Linked DNA regions of Sus scrofa: region 2 is linked to region 1. Evidence: chromatin contacts called from public HiChIP or PLAC-seq data. All regions are on one chromosome and are shown on one strand. The core of a region is the stretch at or near the end of the contact, and the rest is flanking DNA. Distances in the headings are between cores, read along the strand shown. Region 1 holds the start of PPP3CB (serine/threonine-protein phosphatase 2B catalytic subunit beta isoform). Region 2 holds the start of USP54 (inactive ubiquitin carboxyl-terminal hydrolase 54).

Evidence for each region. HiChIP or PLAC-seq counts read pairs in DNA pulled down with a chosen protein or histone mark.
Region 2: an H3K27ac HiChIP or PLAC-seq map of alveolar macrophages shows a contact between it and region 1. The contact joins the promoter of USP54 here to the promoter of PPP3CB in region 1. A contact is called at or near these places in 1 of 47 Hi-C or Micro-C datasets (embryonic fibroblasts) and 2 of 2 datasets of contacts at active chromatin or transcription factors (alveolar macrophages and skeletal muscle).

Annotation. Positions count from the first base shown.
Region 1 is chr14:76,303,227-76,308,775 of Sscrofa11.1, reverse strand. It overlaps PPP3CB (serine/threonine-protein phosphatase 2B catalytic subunit beta isoform), which reads left to right and starts at 3,431. Exons shown (of 23, transcript XM_021072583.1): 1 at 3,431-3,645. The coding sequence starts at 3,561. LOC110256628 (a long non-coding RNA gene) reads right to left here. Exons shown (of 2, transcript XR_002338398.1): 1 at 3,633-5,549; 2 at 1-756. It overlaps USP54 (inactive ubiquitin carboxyl-terminal hydrolase 54), which reads left to right. Exons shown (of 25, transcript XM_021072539.1): 25 at 247-1,553. The coding sequence ends at 806.
Region 2 is chr14:76,436,534-76,442,082 of Sscrofa11.1, reverse strand. It overlaps USP54 (inactive ubiquitin carboxyl-terminal hydrolase 54), which reads left to right and starts at 2,241. Exons shown (of 25, transcript XM_021072539.1): 1 at 2,241-2,744.

The DNA.
Region 1 (5,549 bases), core at 2,182-4,681:
GTGTAGGCTGGCCGCTGTAGCTTCAGTTAGACCCCTAGCCTTGGAACCCCCATGTGCAGCGGGTACATCACTTTTAGACAAAAGTCAAAAAAAGGAAAGAAGGAAATTAAAAGTAAAGCCAGCTTCCTCCTTGTGTGTATGTTCTTGGAGAGGTGGGAAGTTGGAAGGAAGAGCCAGAAATGTTCTCTGGGAAGTAGAGTGGTTTACTGAAGATGCTCAGTTGTTGGATTTCTCTTCTCTTCCCAGGAACTTCGAGGAGTGTCCAGCAGCTTCTGGCTATGTGTGACAGGAGTGAAACTTCAGAAGGGGTCAAGTACACAGGAAGGACTTTGAACTATCGGAGTCTCCCCCATCATTCTAAAACAGCTGCCTCCTGTGGATCATGGTCCGAGACCAACCAGCATACTGGGGCCAGATTCCTGACTACTCCAGGGTGCAAGCCTCAATTAACCCACACTGCCACACTACCAGAAAGACACCAGGACCTTCAGGTTCCTCATGCTCAATCCTGGGGAGATCTTTTCCATTCACCCTCCCACTTTCCTATTGTTGACCCTGTGTCCCCAGCATCAAGCAGTCTTCATGTACCCCTGAGGTCAGCTTGGAATTCAGGTCCTGTTTCAGGATTTCGAGCCCCTGGTCCTCGAAGAGTAGATATGCCCCCAGATGATGACTGGAGGCAAAACAGTTATGCTCTGCAATCTGGGCACAGGAGGACGGGGAGAGAGGAGTTTCTGTTTGTTGTAGCAGATTCTCCTGGAAGAGAGCAGATCAGGGCTAGAGCTCTGCAGCACAGCAGGTGGTAAGGGTCATCCCTGTCCTCTTCTGGAGCCACTGCTTTCTCTGGGCTGTGGTAGAGTTGGTACGCTGCATCCCTGACAGGGTTGTGCTAGTCTCATCTCAGTAGAGTTGGCAGTTTCTCCTGGGGGAGCCAGGAACCCCTAAAGGACCTGGCTTTTTGAAAAATATTTGAAATTCCAATTTCCATTCACCTAGCAAAAGGAAGCAGCTGCTGTTTAGGGCTTTATTTGACCCACTTTAAAGATGAATCCATATTACTCTGGAAACTAGCTATTGCTTAGGATCTTAGGGTCACCATTTTAGTTCTGGATATCTATGCCTCCACCTGCACCTAAGCCCTCATCCTCTGTTCCTTACTATATTACCAACATCTGTTTTGTGTTTTATCCGCCCATCCCTGTTACCTGATCTTGTGATTTCCTCACCCCCCCATCCTTGGAGGAACATGTAGCTATGTGGTCTTGGTCCTGACCACATCATTCAGGCTAGCCCATCTGCCCAGACTACCAGCCTTCCCTCTGCTCCCAAACCTTAGGCCTAGAATGCGGAGCTGCCAACACAGTATTTGCTCTTCTGAACAGATGGAGTCAGGCACACTAACATACCCTCCTGTCGTCTGCAGCAGAGCCATTACTGCCACTTGCTCAGTCGCCATTGTAAACCCTCAGAGTCAGCTGAACTATTTTAGGGTCAAACATACTGTTTTTGTAAAGTATTTTTCATTAATAAATCTATGAGATAGTTCTATTTAATTTCTTGTCATTTAATTGTCTATTTAATGCCTTTTATATACTCTCAATTTTTTATTTTGGGGTGGGAGGCCTGGAGAAGCCAGAAATACCAATTCGAAGTGGCCTGGGGCTCTCAGAGAGAGCCATGACACAAAGATATCTATCTGTGATTGACAGTGAGGAGCCAAAAAGGAGCTGAAGGATATTTGAAGGGTGTATATTCAAGGTAGGAGTCAATGGGACCTAATATAGACTGACTTTCCCTATTACTAATTATTATTTTTTGCTTTTTAGGGCCACACCCGCAGCATACGGAGGTTCCCAGGCTAGGGGTCGAATTGGAGCTATAGCTGCTGGCCTATACCACAGCCACAGCAATGCAGGATTTGAGATGCATTTGTGACCTACACCACAGCTCACGACAACACCGGATCCTTAACCCTCTGAGTGAGGGTGGGGATCAAGCCTGCAACCTCATGGTTCCTAGTCGGATTTATTTCCGCTGTGCCGCAATGGGAACTCCTTGTTATTACTGCTATCAGTGTATTTTCTATCCCTTTTCTGCCAAGAGGCACTCAACACATTACACACTTTTTCCTCCCCTCCTTGGGTAGATTTTCTGGGGATTCAAACTCCTCTTACAAACTTACTCCTTATCTTTATACTCTTGGGCCCTTCTTCTACAAGTTTGTGATGTGCCTCTTATCCCTTCCTTGATCTCTTCCCATGGCTACCCCTTCCCTTCCCCTATAGGATTATTGCACTTTCATACCAGAAAGATCCATTTTCACCCTGCCTCACTCCCAAATTTATCTACCTCTTAGAAATATCTTGTGGGCTCCCTTTGCAAAGAATACTCACTGGGCATTTCTCTTCTCTTTTACCTCAGGTCTCAGAATCATTGAGACCTAATAAAACGAAGAGGTAGAAAGGTGCTCTTTGACATCTCTGGACAACTGTTTACCTAATTATTAAACATTATGAACATAAGCCCATGCAGTCTTGAGCAGGAGGATGGGCAGGAATTTCTCACGCTAAAGCTTGGATCCTATGTCATCAAGATTATATAGATCTTACTGGACATGCTGGTCTCTGTTCATGATTCAGTACCTCTACTGGAGTCATACGCACACTCTTCATCTAATAATTGTTGCTTGAAGAGTTGGTTCCTGTCCCACTACTCCCTTCTCCATGAATATCTGTCTCTATAAAATTTCCGAAAGTCCTGAGCCCACATTTCTGTATGTATGCACAGAAATACTCTGAGGTTTTTCTAATGAGGAACTAATTTCCTATTTACGCCTCTGTCTTAAAAATCTCTATTTTCTAAATGAATCAAGAGGGAAGCTGTCCTTTTCCGGTGAATTCTGTAGACCCTTTGAACATCTCCTGGTGTCATCCCTTCCTTTCCTCCTGTTTTGACTCAACCCTCGGAGCCTCGTCTGCTGTGGCTGCATTTTTATTCCATGCCTTCCCACTCTTGGCAGTTCCAGCCTATAAACACAGGGTCAGATTCTCTCTCAAACTCCATTTTGAACGCTTGCTTTGCTGTAGAACCTACAAAGCTTCCTCTATTTCTCCTGTCTCTTACCAACCAAAGTACGCAGATCTGGTGGCCAAATTGTTATACGTTTGTTTCTCTATTACTAAGAGATTCTAAGGTTTGATTACGTCTCCCCATATTATTGGAAGCTCCATGAAAGCTGGTGATCCCAAGCACTCATTCACCCCAGCAACTAGCTATAGACAGCAGGTCCTCTCCCTTCTCTTTTATTTCTGCCTGCCCAGAATTTTAACCTGATCCCTTAGCCTCGTCCTGTTTCTCTCCTAGCCTCAGTAATTTTGCCCAAGTCCCTAGAGCCTGCTCCGCCCCCGCCCCCGCACGCGCGGTGCATGCCGGTCTTAGCCCCTCTGTAGGGAAAGAGGGTCCGCCATGTTCCCCGGCGGCGCCGCCGCTTGGCTCTGGTAGCCGCCGCCCCCGCCCCCAACCCCGCCCGGCCCAGCGCCTAGCCGAGCCCCGGGCCCAGCATGGCCGCCCCGGAGCCGGCCCGGGCTGCACCGCCCCCACCCCCGCCCCCGCCGCCCCCTCCCGGGGCTGACCGCGTCGTCAAAGGTGAGAGGTGGACGAAGCCCTGGGGGCCTGGCCTGAGGAGCTGTTGAGGGCGGGCGGGAGACCGTCCCCTCCGGAGCGGGCCCGGAAGGGCGGGCGAGTGACTGGCTGCCTCCCTTGGGGAGTGGCCCCTGGGCGGGCCCCTGCTGGGCTGGGCTGTGGCTCCGAGGTCTCTCGCTTGCCTTGAGGCCGAGGCGGGGGTTTCGCTCTCGAGGTCTCTTAGCTGAAGGGGTGAGGCTACTAGTCGCAGTGAACCCCTTTCTTTTCCAACTCGGCCTGTCAAAGCGGCCCAGAGGCCGCGATTAGCTTCCTGCACCGCGACAGCTGCACGCCTGGCTTGCCGGGCCGGACCGAGGGGTTCGGAGACCTTCAGCCACGCGGGGCTGGGCGATGAGCAGTCAGAAATCACCTCGGCTTTGGCCCACGCCTGCTCCCCAGTGACAGCAGTCCGCCCTCTTCGCGCCTAGTTAGCGCCAGCCGCAGGCTTCGCGCTCGGCCCTCTGGTGTCACCCCGCGCGGAAATTAAGGGAACTATATGGGATTGGACAGGGTGAAGGGACGGGCCAGAATGTGGGGGCCCCAGGCTTGACGTGCAGGATAGATGGGAAAAAAAGGCAGCTTCAAAGAAAAAGCCTCGTGCATAGGAAGAAACATTTGCTTAGAAAACCGTCAACATTCTTTGGTCAAAAACCAAAAAGGGTTACCCCTTCCCTGCAGACAGACACCCACACACTCCCCTTAGAAGAAAAAGTTAGATATTTATCGGCTGGGGCAAGATTTATGGATGTTTAAAGACCACAGGTCAGCAGATTCATTTAAAAGAGAAATTGAGGGCTAATTGAGAGTCGCTTGAGATCTCCATACTCTCTGGGAAAGCCCATCAACTTCAAATACTGCTGTGGAGATGAAAAACAATTTGAAATGATTTTTCTTACCATGTAGCTTGGTCAATAAATTAAAATCATTTTAGAATAAAGTTTTCTCTATTGTATCACGTTTACTTTTGAAACAGATACTTCTATTTGTTTTATTTCATTAAGCTTCTCAAATATTCTGGCACAATGTTTAAACACTGTTAGCCCAGTTTTGGAAATCTGACCAGACATATTTCCATTAAAATATTTAAAAACAAGAAAAACTTTTTCCTTGGTGTTTTTTTTAATTTTTTTTTTCTCTCCAATTTGAGCTTCCTTTAGTAATAACACTGGTTTGTATCTAGTCTTATGTGGATAAAATGAAAAACTTAGTAGTAGTATGTCTTTTCTGGCCAGGCATTGGAATGAGCTCAATAAAGAGTTTATGGAATCCTTGTCCTGAGAAATCTTTTTAAAAAAGAGAAAAAAGGAGTTCCCTTTTGGCCTAGCGGGTTAAGGATCCAGCGTTGTCACTTTCGTGGCTTGGGCTCAGTGCCTGGTCAGGAACTTTTACATTTGGTGGGTGCAGCCTGCCCCGCAACCAAAAAAAAAAAAAGACGAAAGATTGGTGGTTCAGGTGCTCATCCTGTCCTGAAATCCTGACTTTTTAGGGGGTGGGACTAGGAGACATGGGCTCCTTCTTCATTTTTGACTGTATACCTGTGCTGTATTAATTTCCCTGGACGCTTTTGACCCTACTCTTAGGTAGGACAACCAGTCACATTCCTGAACAGTGAGTTTATGCTATTGTTATGCTTGTGAATCTTCTTGTTTCTTGTCATGTATGTAGTAATGTTTCCCCTGTACAGTGAAAATAAGATTCCAAACATAAGCATGTTCCTTAGTGGTGAGTTGTAAATGAAGACACTTGTATTTGCAGTTTATTGGTGTGAAATAAGTCATTTGGCTTAGGTAAGTAGGAGTTTGTTGGTATAGAAAATCATAGTTTAGTAAAGCTTATGGATATATGATCTCATGTGCTTAGTAGTATAT
Region 2 (5,549 bases), core at 992-3,491, 130 kb before region 1:
TAGGATCTGGGTAAGTGTCTGAAGATCTTTTTTTGCTTGTTTTCCTTTTTGGCTGTGCCCTTGGTGTGCGGAAGTTCCTGGGCCAGAGATTGAATCCACACCACAGCAGTGACCAAAGCCACAGCAGTGGCAACTCAGATCCCTAACACACTGTACTACCAGGGGAACCTTAGGGTTCATTGTTTTTATAGGTCTTATGTTTAAAAGTCTGTGAGCCCACCTCAGAATTTGAGGACTATATTCCTTAATGTTCATTGAGTGCCTACTATATACCAGGTACTATATGAGGCATCAGAGGTACAAAAGCAAATAACAATTTTCATGTGACAAAGAGATTTCCCTGTCCACTATATAAAATAATTATTAAATGCCTACCGTTATGTTGGGGTAAGAAAAAGTCTTACACCTCTGAAAGCCTAGAAACTGAGTTTTTCCAAGCTCAGAATGTCTGAAATCTTAAATGTAACAACAACAACAACAACAACAAAAACACGTCATGATGTAAGCCTGTTAATTTACAGGGAGCCCAAGTTGGTTGTGAAATTATCTCCTCAGTAGAAAAGTCTATTTAGAAGTCAAATTATCATCAGAAGTTGCAATGGAGGTTTAATGTATTAACGTGCACACTTGTAATGGATCTAGTCAGAAATTTAGTTCAATCCTCAGGCGTTGCTATCTCTGCCTGGACGCTACTCTTCTGTTAGAACATCTTTTCCTTTTTCGGGGGCCGAGTCTGTGGTATGTGGAAGTTTACAGGTCAGGGATCATAACCTGCGCCACAGCAGCAACCTTCACCACAGCAGTGGCAACATTGGATCTTTAACCTGCTGGGCCACAAGAGAACTCTCTATTGTTAATTTTTTTTTTTTTTGAGAAATCTATATTTTCCATAGTGGCCACAGGAGCAGGAAAGCACTCTTCTAGATAGAAGCTTGTACTTTCCCATGATCCTATTCCCCACTACCACCTATTGCTTTACACCAGGTCATCTTTTATTGTTATTCACCTAGACTCTGCAGCCATTTGAGTTTGCAACTTCAAGGGTTTCTTTTACATAACCACATGCCCATAATAATATGCCTCTGAAATTGCCCAGATAATGTATTCCTTGGGATAGGGTCTACCGCTTTGCTGTCTAAAACTGTAGTTACTAGTCACTTGTGGCTATTGTGCTCTTGAGATATGCTTAGCCTAAAAACACTGGATTTTGAAGATTCAATATGAAAACAGGAACATAAGGAGTTCTGTGGAGCAGTGGGTTAAGGATATGGCATTATCACTGAAGCAGCTTGGTAACTTCCACATGCCATGGATGCAGCCAAAAAGAAAAAAAAAAAGGAACATAAAATATCTCCTTAATAACTTCAAAGTATTGGGAGTTCCCGACATGGCTCAGTGGAAACAAATCTGACGTATCCATGAGGACGCAGGTTCGATTCCTGGCCTTGCTCAGTGGGTTAAGGATTCTGCCTTGCCATGAGCTGTGGTCACTGATGCAGCTTAGATCTGGCTGTGATGTAGGTCAGCTCAGATTCAACCCCTAGTCTTGGAATTTCTATATGCCGCACGTGAGGCCCTAAAAAGACCAAAATAATAATGATAATAATAACAATTTTGAAGTATTGATTACACGTTGAAATATTTTGAGCTTAAATGAGTTACTAAATATCATTTTTTAAAATTTATTTTGCTTTTTAGGGCTGTACCTGGGGCACAGGGAAGTGCCCAGCCTAGGGGTCCAATTGGAGCTGCAGATGCCACAATCACAGCAACATGGGATCTGAGCTGCATCTGCGATTTGCACAGCTCAGGGCAACAGGGGATCCTTAACCTACTAAGGAGGCCAGGGATCAAACCGAGTCCTCACGGATACTAATCAGGTTCCTTAACCACTGAGCCATGACAGGAACTCCTTTATATTCATCTTCTGTTTCAACATCTTAGTCTGCATTTACTGCTGACAGCAGAAAGCCTTTACAACTAGGTGTTGAGGGAGTCATCAGGTAAGGATGTGCCCACAGGGTGGCAAGCAACAACTGCAAAGTTCAGACCACACACCAACCAGCATGGCACTCCTTCGGCACGCAAGGCCAAACACCTGTGCTTATGTTCGATTAAAAAACAAAACAAAACATATTTATTTCCGATTTTGTTCTGGTGAATTGATGGGGGTGGAGAACCCGTGGATAAACAAACATTTCTGCGAATTCAAATACCATTCACAAACCAGGGTAGGGGAAGAAAGGATGGATATTTCCTGAAGGAAGGTTAACGTGGAGAATAGGTCAATTCCCGGCTTGCTCACTCAATCTCTACTCTGGGTGGAGAAATAAAATGCCAGGAATTCGGAACTTCAGCTAAAGGCAACACTGCTCTAAGTTCGAGGCACTGGGAAAAGAGGGCCACATTCCTAAAGTTATTCCAGTGTAAAACTTCGCCGTACTAACTTCCTCCAGCCCTGCCTGCAATTGTTCTTCGATTCTCCCGCCAGCTCAAGATCCTTCCCCGCCTTCGTCCACCTCCAGACCTTTCCAGGCCACCTCTGAAGCGCCTCGCGGACGCCATCTTACACAACACTATCGCGAGATATACTTAGCCGTCTCGAGCCTGACTCGTTTACTTTCTTGCGAGAAGCTCTTCCCTGCTGTTCTCGCCGTAGCTAAAGAAAGTGTCGCGAGAGCTGGTTGCCTTGGCTCCCTGTAGCTATAGCAGCCGCGGCGGTTAAGGATGCGGTGGCAGAAGCGGTGAGTGCGACACCCTCAGGGGGGCGGGGCCGGAGGTAACGGGGTGCTGGGGGTAGCGCCTAGGGAGGGGGTGGGGAAGGTCGGGTCGCGGGAGGAATGGGCCCGAGTGTGACGTGTGGGGTAGGACGCGGGTCTTGTGGGTATAGGGACAGGGCGCCGGTCTGCACTAGGGCACGCGGGAGGGCTGGAGCTGCCGGGAGGTCCCGGAGGAAGGGACCCGGGTGTAGTAGGGCTCAAGGGGCAGGGGCGGGAGTGTAGAAGGGTGTGTGTGTGTGTGTTCTGTGTGTTGGGAGCAAGATGGTTATGGGACTCCAAATTGGATAATGAGACCAGGCTACACTGGGAATAAGTGGGGAGAAGCGGGGTACAGCCAGGTGGAGGCTATGTTGAATGGGAGCCCAGAGGTTGGGCCCGGTTTGCTTTGCCCTAGCGGATATGGGGGGTTGCGGTGTCAGACCATCGCAGTTTCCTGGGGTCCGCATGAGGATGGTGGGGGACTGCGCGCTAGGACCTAAAATGCATGGCGGGAGTGGTGGTGTCCCGGACCTTCACCGCCCCTTCCAAAGAAATCCTTCACGCACTCTGAGATGTGAAAGGAGAGTCCTGCTGAAATAGTATTAGTTGGGAAGCTTCTTTGGGTGGAAAGACTGTGAGTGGGAGAATGAATGATTTCTGCTCTGAAATAAAGTGTGGGATGGGGGCGGGAGAGAGAAATTCCTGAGAAAAAAACGATGTGCTTCTTCTGAATCGTATTGAGTTGGAAGAAGGGGGTGTGTGTTGAGCTCACGTTTCTTCCCAGATTCATTCAAGTGTAGAATTCTTTTACGGTATACTTATGAATTTATATATGCAGTGTAAAAATCAGTTTAGATGATGCAGTAAAAGAATGTGTAGTACTACATTTAAACCTTAACTCAAATGTAATTTAAAAACTAAGAAAAGTGTTTCTGTTGCAGCAGTACCAGGCTGAACACCAGGGATAGTTTTAGTGCTGGAATATAAAAACCTAGTGTTCCGAAAGTGTGCCTACTCAGATTGTTTGCCTTTTAGAAAATAAAGTTTTATTTTAGGAGACAGGGTTTTGAATATCTGTTAATAAAAGGAGTCTTCCAGGAGTTAAAAATCACTGAGAGATCAAAACATTTACTCTCAGTCTCAAAGACTATTTTATAGAGACAAGTTTGGACCACTTTGCTGTTAACTCTTATTTCTAGTGAAAACAATGGCTTCAGTTCAGGCATAAAAATAATTTATTTCAATGTGCAGATATAAGCTTTTTGATAATTTTTTTCTCACTATCTTTTGTAGGTATAAATTTGCAGGACATAACCTCTCTTTTGATTATGTAACTGAATTTTTCCATGTTGAGGTTCACAAATTCATTAGTTAAAAAAATGGATTTTAATACTTCTGTAGCTAGCCTTGATGTGGTTAGTCATTGAACCTATGTATTTTATATGTGTTAGACTAAAACTTTTAGTTTGTAATTTTAGTAGCTGAGCTTTAAAGTTGAAGTGCTTTTCTGAAGCAAGATAAAGCTTTATGTGGTTGGGTCCAAATGATTTCTCCATGAATCCATTGACGAGCTTTACCGAGTTCCTGTTATGTGTAGAGTATTGTGTGAGGCATTGCAAAGGGAGAAGAAAGATTAATTCATTCATTTATCCATTCAACAAACATTTATTGAGAGCTATTTTGTGTCTGATTTCCAAGCCTTCAGGATACAAGTAAGCTTTGCTCTTTGCCTTAGAATTTCTCAGGACTTTAGGAAGGAGAGAAGGAGTAACAAATCATTACAATGTAGTAAACACAAGACACATGTGAACACAGGTTATGAAACAAGGTTCTGGCTCTGGGAGTTTACAAAGTAGTTGACCAGACTAAAATGGAAGAATTTTTTAATATTACTAAATAATAAGCAAATTCTAAACTATGCTGTATTAATAAAACACAAACCATGTTTCTCGAAAGAGATAAAGATTAGAATGGAAGCTTGAGAAAATTCACGGGTCGGTTAATAATTTAATAGTCTTTAGTCTTTTTATAGTACTCATTTTGCTTTTTAGGACCGCACCTGCAGCATATGAAGGTTCTCAAACTAGGGGTTGAATTGGAGCTGCAGCTGCCAGCCCACCAGCCCATGGCAACGCTGTATAGAGGCCAGGGGTCCATCCTGCATCCTCATGGATACCAGCCGGATTCGTTATTGCTGAGCCACAAGGAACTCCTAAAGTACTCTTTTAAAATAAACATCACTGAACATTCTTTTTTTTTTTTGTCTTTTTGCTATTTATTGGGCTGCTCCCGCGGTATATGGAGATTCCCAGGCTAGGGGTTGAATTGGAGCTGTAGCCACCGGCCTACGCCAGAGTCACAGCAACACTGGATCCAAGCCGCGCCTGCAACCTACACCACAGCTCATGGCAACGTTGGATCCGTAACCCACTGAGCAAGGGCAGGGACCGAACCCGCAACCTCATGGTTCCTAGTCGGATTCGTTAACCACTGCGCCACGACGGGAACTCCTGAACATCCTTAAGTCAATAATAATAACAACCATAATAGGTAACATTCTCTGATTGATTATTAATGTCCTAGGCACATTATCTCATTTTATTTTATTTTTCACACCTCTCCACCCCCACTGTTTTATTTTATCTTCAGGACACTCTGGTTCTCAGCTGGTACTAATACTTCAATTTTGAAGATAATTGAAGCTTAAAAAATTAAGGAAGTTGCCAAAGATCAGAGCTACTAAATAGCAGATAAGGGGCTGGAGTTAGGAATATATGTGACTGGAAACCT